2 separate regions of the Arabidopsis thaliana genome follow, and region 2 is linked to region 1. Evidence: chromatin contacts called from public capture Hi-C data. All regions are on one chromosome and are shown on one strand. The core of a region is the stretch at or near the end of the contact, and the rest is flanking DNA. Distances in the headings are between cores, read along the strand shown.

Region 1 (3,320 bases), core at 272-2,771:
AAACTGAACAGAAACAAAACAAAAAAGAGACTAAAATCCACAAAGTCACAATCTATTTACATGATGTCATTGTGCCATGAAAGAACTATATCTTCAAGCTCAGTAATCAAATCAGACCACCGTGAATCATCTTCTTCACCTTCAACAACTTTCACTTCAACCACCACAACATCCACCGTTAACTCCACTGCTTCCACCACAATCACAGTTCTTCCTCTCCCTAATCCAACAACCTTCACTTCTCCTTCCTTCTTCATCATCTTCTTCTTCACTACATAACCTAACTTCTCCCCAATCATCTTCGCCTTCTCCTCCACTTCAACACCCGAAACCTTCGCCGTGAATCTCCTCTCCTTCTTCTTCTTAGCCTCAAACAATCCAGAAAGATCTAATCCCGACGATAACGAGATCAAATCAAAAGCAGTAATCGAATTAACACTCGATTTCATCTCTACTTCCGAATCAAAGACGTTACGATGAAACTCAGAAGTCTCTAGAGACTTCTTGAACCAATTCGTTTTCATCACTGTTTCAATACTCATCCTCGTTACTGGATTCGGATCTAACATCTGATAGATTATCGATTTAGCTTGTTTCGAAATCCAGCTCGGAAACCGATAATCTCTCCGATGAATCTTCCGATACATCGCAGCGATATTCGAATCATCAAATGGAACATCGCCAACCAATAAAACAAACAAAATCACACCACAAGACCACGCATCAGCTTTTGCTCCGTCGTATCCCCTCCGTGAAATAACCTCCGGAGCTGTATAAGCCGGAGTACCACACGCCGTGTGAAGCAATCCGTTTTGTAGATGCTCCGGTAAAGCTGATAAACCAAAGTCAGAGACCTTGAGGTTACCTTGCTCATCTAAGAGTAGATTCTGAGGTTTCACATCACGGTGAGCGACACCGTCTTGGTGAGAGAAACGAAGAGCGGAGGCGAGTTGTTGAAAGTAACGACGCGCCGTTGATTCAGGAAGACGTCCACGACGGAGGACTTTTGAGAAAAGTTCACCACCGGAAGCGAGTTCCATTACGAGATAGATCTTAGATTTGGTTGCCATAACTTCATGGATCTTGAGTATGTTTGGATGATGACGAAGACGACGCATCGCATCGATCTCTCTGATTATTCTTGGTTCCATACCGGATTCGATTGTTTTCTTCTTCTCGATGATTTTAACGGCGACGAGCTCGTCGGATTCGATTGATCGAGCTAAATGGACTTTCGCGAAGCTTCCGCTACCGAGACGACGACCGAGTTCGTATTTCCCAAGGAGGATCTTCGCCGGAGTTGTTGCCGGAGATGATTGGTTTTGCGGCTGGGGAAGTGATTCCATGGCGGCGGCGGAAGGAGAAAATGGTGCCTGAGTTTTCTGAAGAGAGGTTTCAGGGACGAGTTGTTTGGTGAGTGTCTCTTTGCTTTTATAGGAAAAAGAGATTTATTGCTTTTTTATTATTCCGAAACTACCCTTGAATAAATTAGTTCTGCTGTCACTGAGAAGTAGAATCTTTTTACTTGGTATACACATTATTTTGTAATTAATTCGTTGAGAAAATTTAGGAGAAAATATTAAGTGTATTTTTTCTGTCAATTAGTAATAGTGTTTTTTTTCTCAATAATATCACATATCCATAAATAGTCAAAATAAATAAAATAAAATGGTCTTACAATGTAAAGTTTATGGGTTGACAGATAATTATCATTTATTTATTTAAATTGTTTGAAATTGGAGTGTTTATTCACCTAAAATAACTGTAGATGTTCTGTAAAAGCTTGTGTTTAAGAGTTATATATATGACTGTCAAAAAAACACAAAGAGTTATGTATATAAATTTAATAAAATCATTTCAGTTTCACTTTGAAATTTATTGTAAAATCTTCAAAAAATAATGTATATATTGTACATTTTAGAATATGACATTAATTTTAAAATCTCCTAATAAAATACATTTACTTTCAATAAATATTGTTGGAATCATTTTTTTTAATAGCTTGTAAAAATGTGTCTCAACAGACAAACATTACCCTCATATATATTTCTAGTCTCCGCTACAACACCTTCATACTTAAGAGACCATTATAAGAATGAAACTATGAATCAAAGGTTTTATGATTATGGGTCTATGTAACAAAATGTAGTTAAATCTTTAATGCTTTACAAAATTCTATAATATCTCTTTTGAAATCATTGGATTGGGTTATATGTAAATAACATTTTTCATGAATAATTCTATTGCGATTAATTTAAAGTTGTTAACTAAAAAAAGATTTGATTGAGAAAAATATATTTTATATAATCCAATGCTCCAAAAGTTCTGATATTTTGGATTTTAAGTTTTGGATCTCAATAACAACAATATCACAACCTTGATTTCATAAACTTATATGAATCTTATTGTGTATGTGTTGGTTATTAATTTATAACACATTACATTTCTTAAATAATTCTATTATCTTTTTTATATATGATGTAGGCTACATCATGTAGCTAAAAGGTGTTTTTTTTTTTTTTTTTCCATCCGCTAAAAGGTCTATAAAATAGCCTTTTGCTATGATTACAATCTCAACTCTTTTATTTTTCTTGTTTAAAGCATTACACTTAACTTTATACTTTATACACAACGATATATTCCTAAGAAAATATTTTATGGTCGATATCACAGTGTGTCTATTCCAATCTCAAGTGCTGAAAAACAAATCATGAAAAAGTTGGAGTAATCAATATTCAAAATAGAGAATATAAAATAAATCTTGGTGTTCATCATTATTATTGTTGTATCTATTCGACACTTGGTGTTGAAATTAAATATTGTATTCCTTAAATAATTTGTATTCCTACTTTCAACGGTCCATACGTGTCCATCTTTTTCTAGCTAGATTCTCTCATCAATTTTTTCCACCTGAAATGTAATTAAACCATCCTTAAATATGGTTTAACTTAACTAGCAAATTAAATCACACAAAACCGTATTATTGAACTAAGGGTAAATAAGTCATTTACTCAAGTCCCAAACTGATCAGTGATTACTGGTGGCTTTTGAGCCAAACTAACAAACCGTCAAGATTGTTTGGCAGTTGTCGACTGACATATGGACGGCTCTCATTTGGCCAAGTCAGCAAAGAATTGGGCCCATTGGTTTTGATTTTGGTGTTAAAAACAAAAGTTCAATTTCTAGAATTATTTTATTCTCCTCAGATTTAGAATTTGCTAGTCAACAATGGCATCTTTGTCACACACTAGAACTCACCAATATTCATCAGTCGGCTCCATATTACAAAGAATATATTAACTATGAAAAAAATTACGCAT
Region 2 (3,320 bases), core at 335-2,834, 48 kb before region 1:
TAATTTTATGTTTGTAATATTTTCTCACCATTTGGTAATAAAATATGGTTCGTGTGATGGTCTATGTTTCTTAGTTATCACAATTTGGGGCTTGAAGCTTTCTAACAATCAATCATGCCATCTCTAAGTTATTGCATTTACTTTCAGAAGTAATACAAATTGTAAATTATTTTTTTAAACCAAAGAAGGTTTGACAAACAATTTTCCTAGCTATGAGTTTGACAAAACTTGGAATGGAAACTCTGACCTGAAAATCTCACGGCAGGGCAATCTCTTAGCTTCGTGCAGCTCTCTTCCCGCCACGGGCTTTGCTGCTTGTTGCCTTTTTTGAGGCTTCTTCCTCGCTCTTCTCATCATCACTTCTTCCACTCTCAAAGCTTTCAGCTTTGTCTGTCGACTCTTCCTCCTCAACTACTCTCACTGAATCTTCTTTGTCCCTTAGTGCTCTCAGTTTTGCCTTCTTTGCATTTAAAACAGAAAGAAACTGCATTGACAAAAAAAAGAAGTAACTAACAGATCATAAAAACCAATGACTCTAGTTTAAGCAAGAACAAACCACGATGTGGATATTAAGCAGAGTAACCAAGGTGATCGAATAATTCATACCTTTGCATAAGTTGCACTCTCAAACTCTGTTTTTTCGTCACAGAGTTTTTCACCTTGCGCTAGACATCTCTCAGCTTCACTTCTCATCTTCTCAAAAGATCTCGTCTTGTTCACCACTTCTTCCTGTGTAAACACTAAAGTATTGAGAGATTGACACATATCTTCCAAACACAAATCAAATTGCCATTTCTAACAAAGCATAGATCAAAGAACTTAAGCTCTAATTCATCATCATTCTCAAACATCACAACAAATCCTCACAATTCAGAACGTACAGTATAAGAGTCATACACTTAGCCTTATGTTAGCCTCCATAAGAAAATCCAAGATCCCAACAGTGATCTTCTTGCTATCATCTGATGGTTTACATTTCCACCTCCACTCAAGTTTAGTCCCTTCCTTCTCAAACGTCCAAGAGAGCTTTAACCAAAACACAATCAAAGACAACAACAACATCCAAAAATCTCAGGCTTACTTCAAAACACTAACGAATGATCCAATAAGAAGATCACTGACCCGTTTAGATCCCTCTAGAGCATCGGAGAAACTATAGACCGAATTAGGTTGTTGAAACCCTAAGTATTGCTCGGCGAGCTTTAAATACTCTGACACAGGCTGGTCCCATTGTGCTGCTCTCTCCGCCACTTCCTCCTCCGTCGCTTCAATTTCGAGCAAAACCAAAATAAAAATCAGATTCGAAAAACGCTAGAGGCTAAGTGATAGTGTGAATTTAGGGTTTTTTTGTTTACCATTGCAAATCCAAGAGGAGGAACCATCGGTGACGGAGATATCGAAACGAGAATTATGCCAAGTGCCTTTGACGAAAATTGGATCGGCGCCGGAGATTTCGAGACGGAGACAAGTGTGTTTCGTTTTCTCCGATTCAACCATTGTTTCGATAAAAGTCGTCGACGAAGATTTTGAGTCAACTCCGATCATAATAATGTCTATAATTTGTTTTGGTTTTGCTTACGTGGATGCTGAGTCAGCTTCGGTATTGTTTTTTTTAAAATATATTTAGTGATTTTACTTAAAAGAAGTTGTTAAAAAAAAAAAACTCCCATTACATATAGACAATTTAAGTAATTATTAATTTTTTTTTATTTTTTTATCACAAGTAATTAAAAATTAACAAATTACTGTTTTCATTCAGTAAATTAATTAGTAATTATTACTTTGAAGCTCATCAAAAGATTGAAGAATATCTAAATTAGTTTGGCAAATCTTTGTATTTTGTATCCTAACCGAAGCTTATCTTTAATAAATAAAAAATCCGTTAAATGTTGTTACTTACATTTCTTTTTAATTTTTTTAATCATACTTTTTTCTAATAATATACATATAATAATAAAAATGCCTTTTAAAAGAAAAAATTATATTATGTGTTTTCCTTTTTAGTATATTGAACTCAATAAGAAAGTAACTCCACCACTATTGTTGGATGATAAACGATGTTAATATGGCATGGCACAATCGTATGATAAGAGTTCATGCAACTGTGAATGAGACGAAATGCAGTTATACGGATTTGAAATTTTTTCTAAAGTTTATTCAGGTCGCGCCTTAGTGGATTTTATACAATGACGTGATTTTTTTTATGTATAATGTAAAATTAAAATAAGTAAAACTTCTATAAATTAACAGTCGCTCATCAATAACTAGAGTCTTGTTTCTTAAAGACGATGACGACCTATTAAGTTATCTTAATGAGAATGTGGACGATATTGAGCCCGAGTGGTTTATTCTTGACATTTCCACCATTCGTAGTGCTATGATTGGAGCAGCGGGTTGGCCTTCGTCCATCCCCAACTACAATCCCAAACATATCATTGAGAATTTGGGGTGTAGATTGTTAGGACTTCAATTAAAGCAGCTACATCATTAATACATAATTTGAACGGATCAATTGAGGAGAAAGCTGAAGGATGTGGTTACACAATTTCTAGAGTTTTCACACAGGATGAGGATACAATTCATATAACTAAACTCTGCAAAACAATACAAAAAAAATTGATGTAGTAAAATAATATAATTGAACTCTGCGTAAAAAACCAAACAATACTAAAATCATATTTTACTAAATTTTCTTACATATATTGATATTAATAAGTTTATACAATTCTTAGTTTATGATACTAATGAAACCATATATTTCTATAGGATTTTTGAATAAATTATTACTTTATTTATTTTATCAAATAATGTTAAATATTATATTCACTTGACTAGAAACCAAATTTTTTTATTAATTTATAGTGATTACTAATTTATCGAATATTAATCAATAGATGTTTTTTGTACAATTTATTCACATGTTAAATTTAAAATTACAATTGTGCTCACTTCATTTCTTTACTTAGTCTACATTATCTGGATATCGTATAATTATTAAATCGTGTTCATCATCACTGTAAATATACTATTTTAGATTTAACTTTAGTGAAATATGCATATAAACATTAACATGTTTTAAGTTGATTTTCATATTTAAATTTATCTTATTGTAATGTTGATTTTTTTTTTGGCAAATTGACAAATTTATTTTGATTGTTCGAGCATAAGAAAATAACTGGTTACTATTATAAGGTACATGTTAAACTATTAATGATGTCACAGAATCTTAATTAACAAATGTATTTGTCGCTAAAGACTTCAGACTTCTAGTTGTCTTTTTGGTTTGTAAAATATTTTGAAAGAAAATCATGTTTCCAAAA

The links. Capture Hi-C pulls out chosen DNA fragments and counts their contacts.
Region 2: a capture Hi-C map of shoot shows a contact between it and region 1, with 4 times the contacts expected there. A contact is called at or near these places in 2 of 26 Hi-C or Micro-C datasets (root and rosette leaf) and 3 of 3 other capture datasets (root, seedling and shoot).

What each region holds. Positions count from the first base shown.
Region 1 is chr3:8,170,680-8,173,999 of TAIR10.1, reverse strand. CIPK7 (CBL-interacting protein kinase 7) reads right to left here and starts at 1,521. Exons shown (of 1, transcript NM_113200.3): 1 at 1-1,521. The coding sequence starts at 1,346. The coding sequence ends at 57.
Region 2 is chr3:8,218,946-8,222,265 of TAIR10.1, reverse strand. XRCC4 (DNA ligase IV-binding protein) reads right to left here and starts at 1,584. Exons shown (of 6, transcript NM_001161167.1): 1 at 1,356-1,584; 2 at 1,123-1,265; 3 at 898-1,026; 4 at 607-729; 5 at 248-484. The coding sequence starts at 1,545. The coding sequence ends at 275.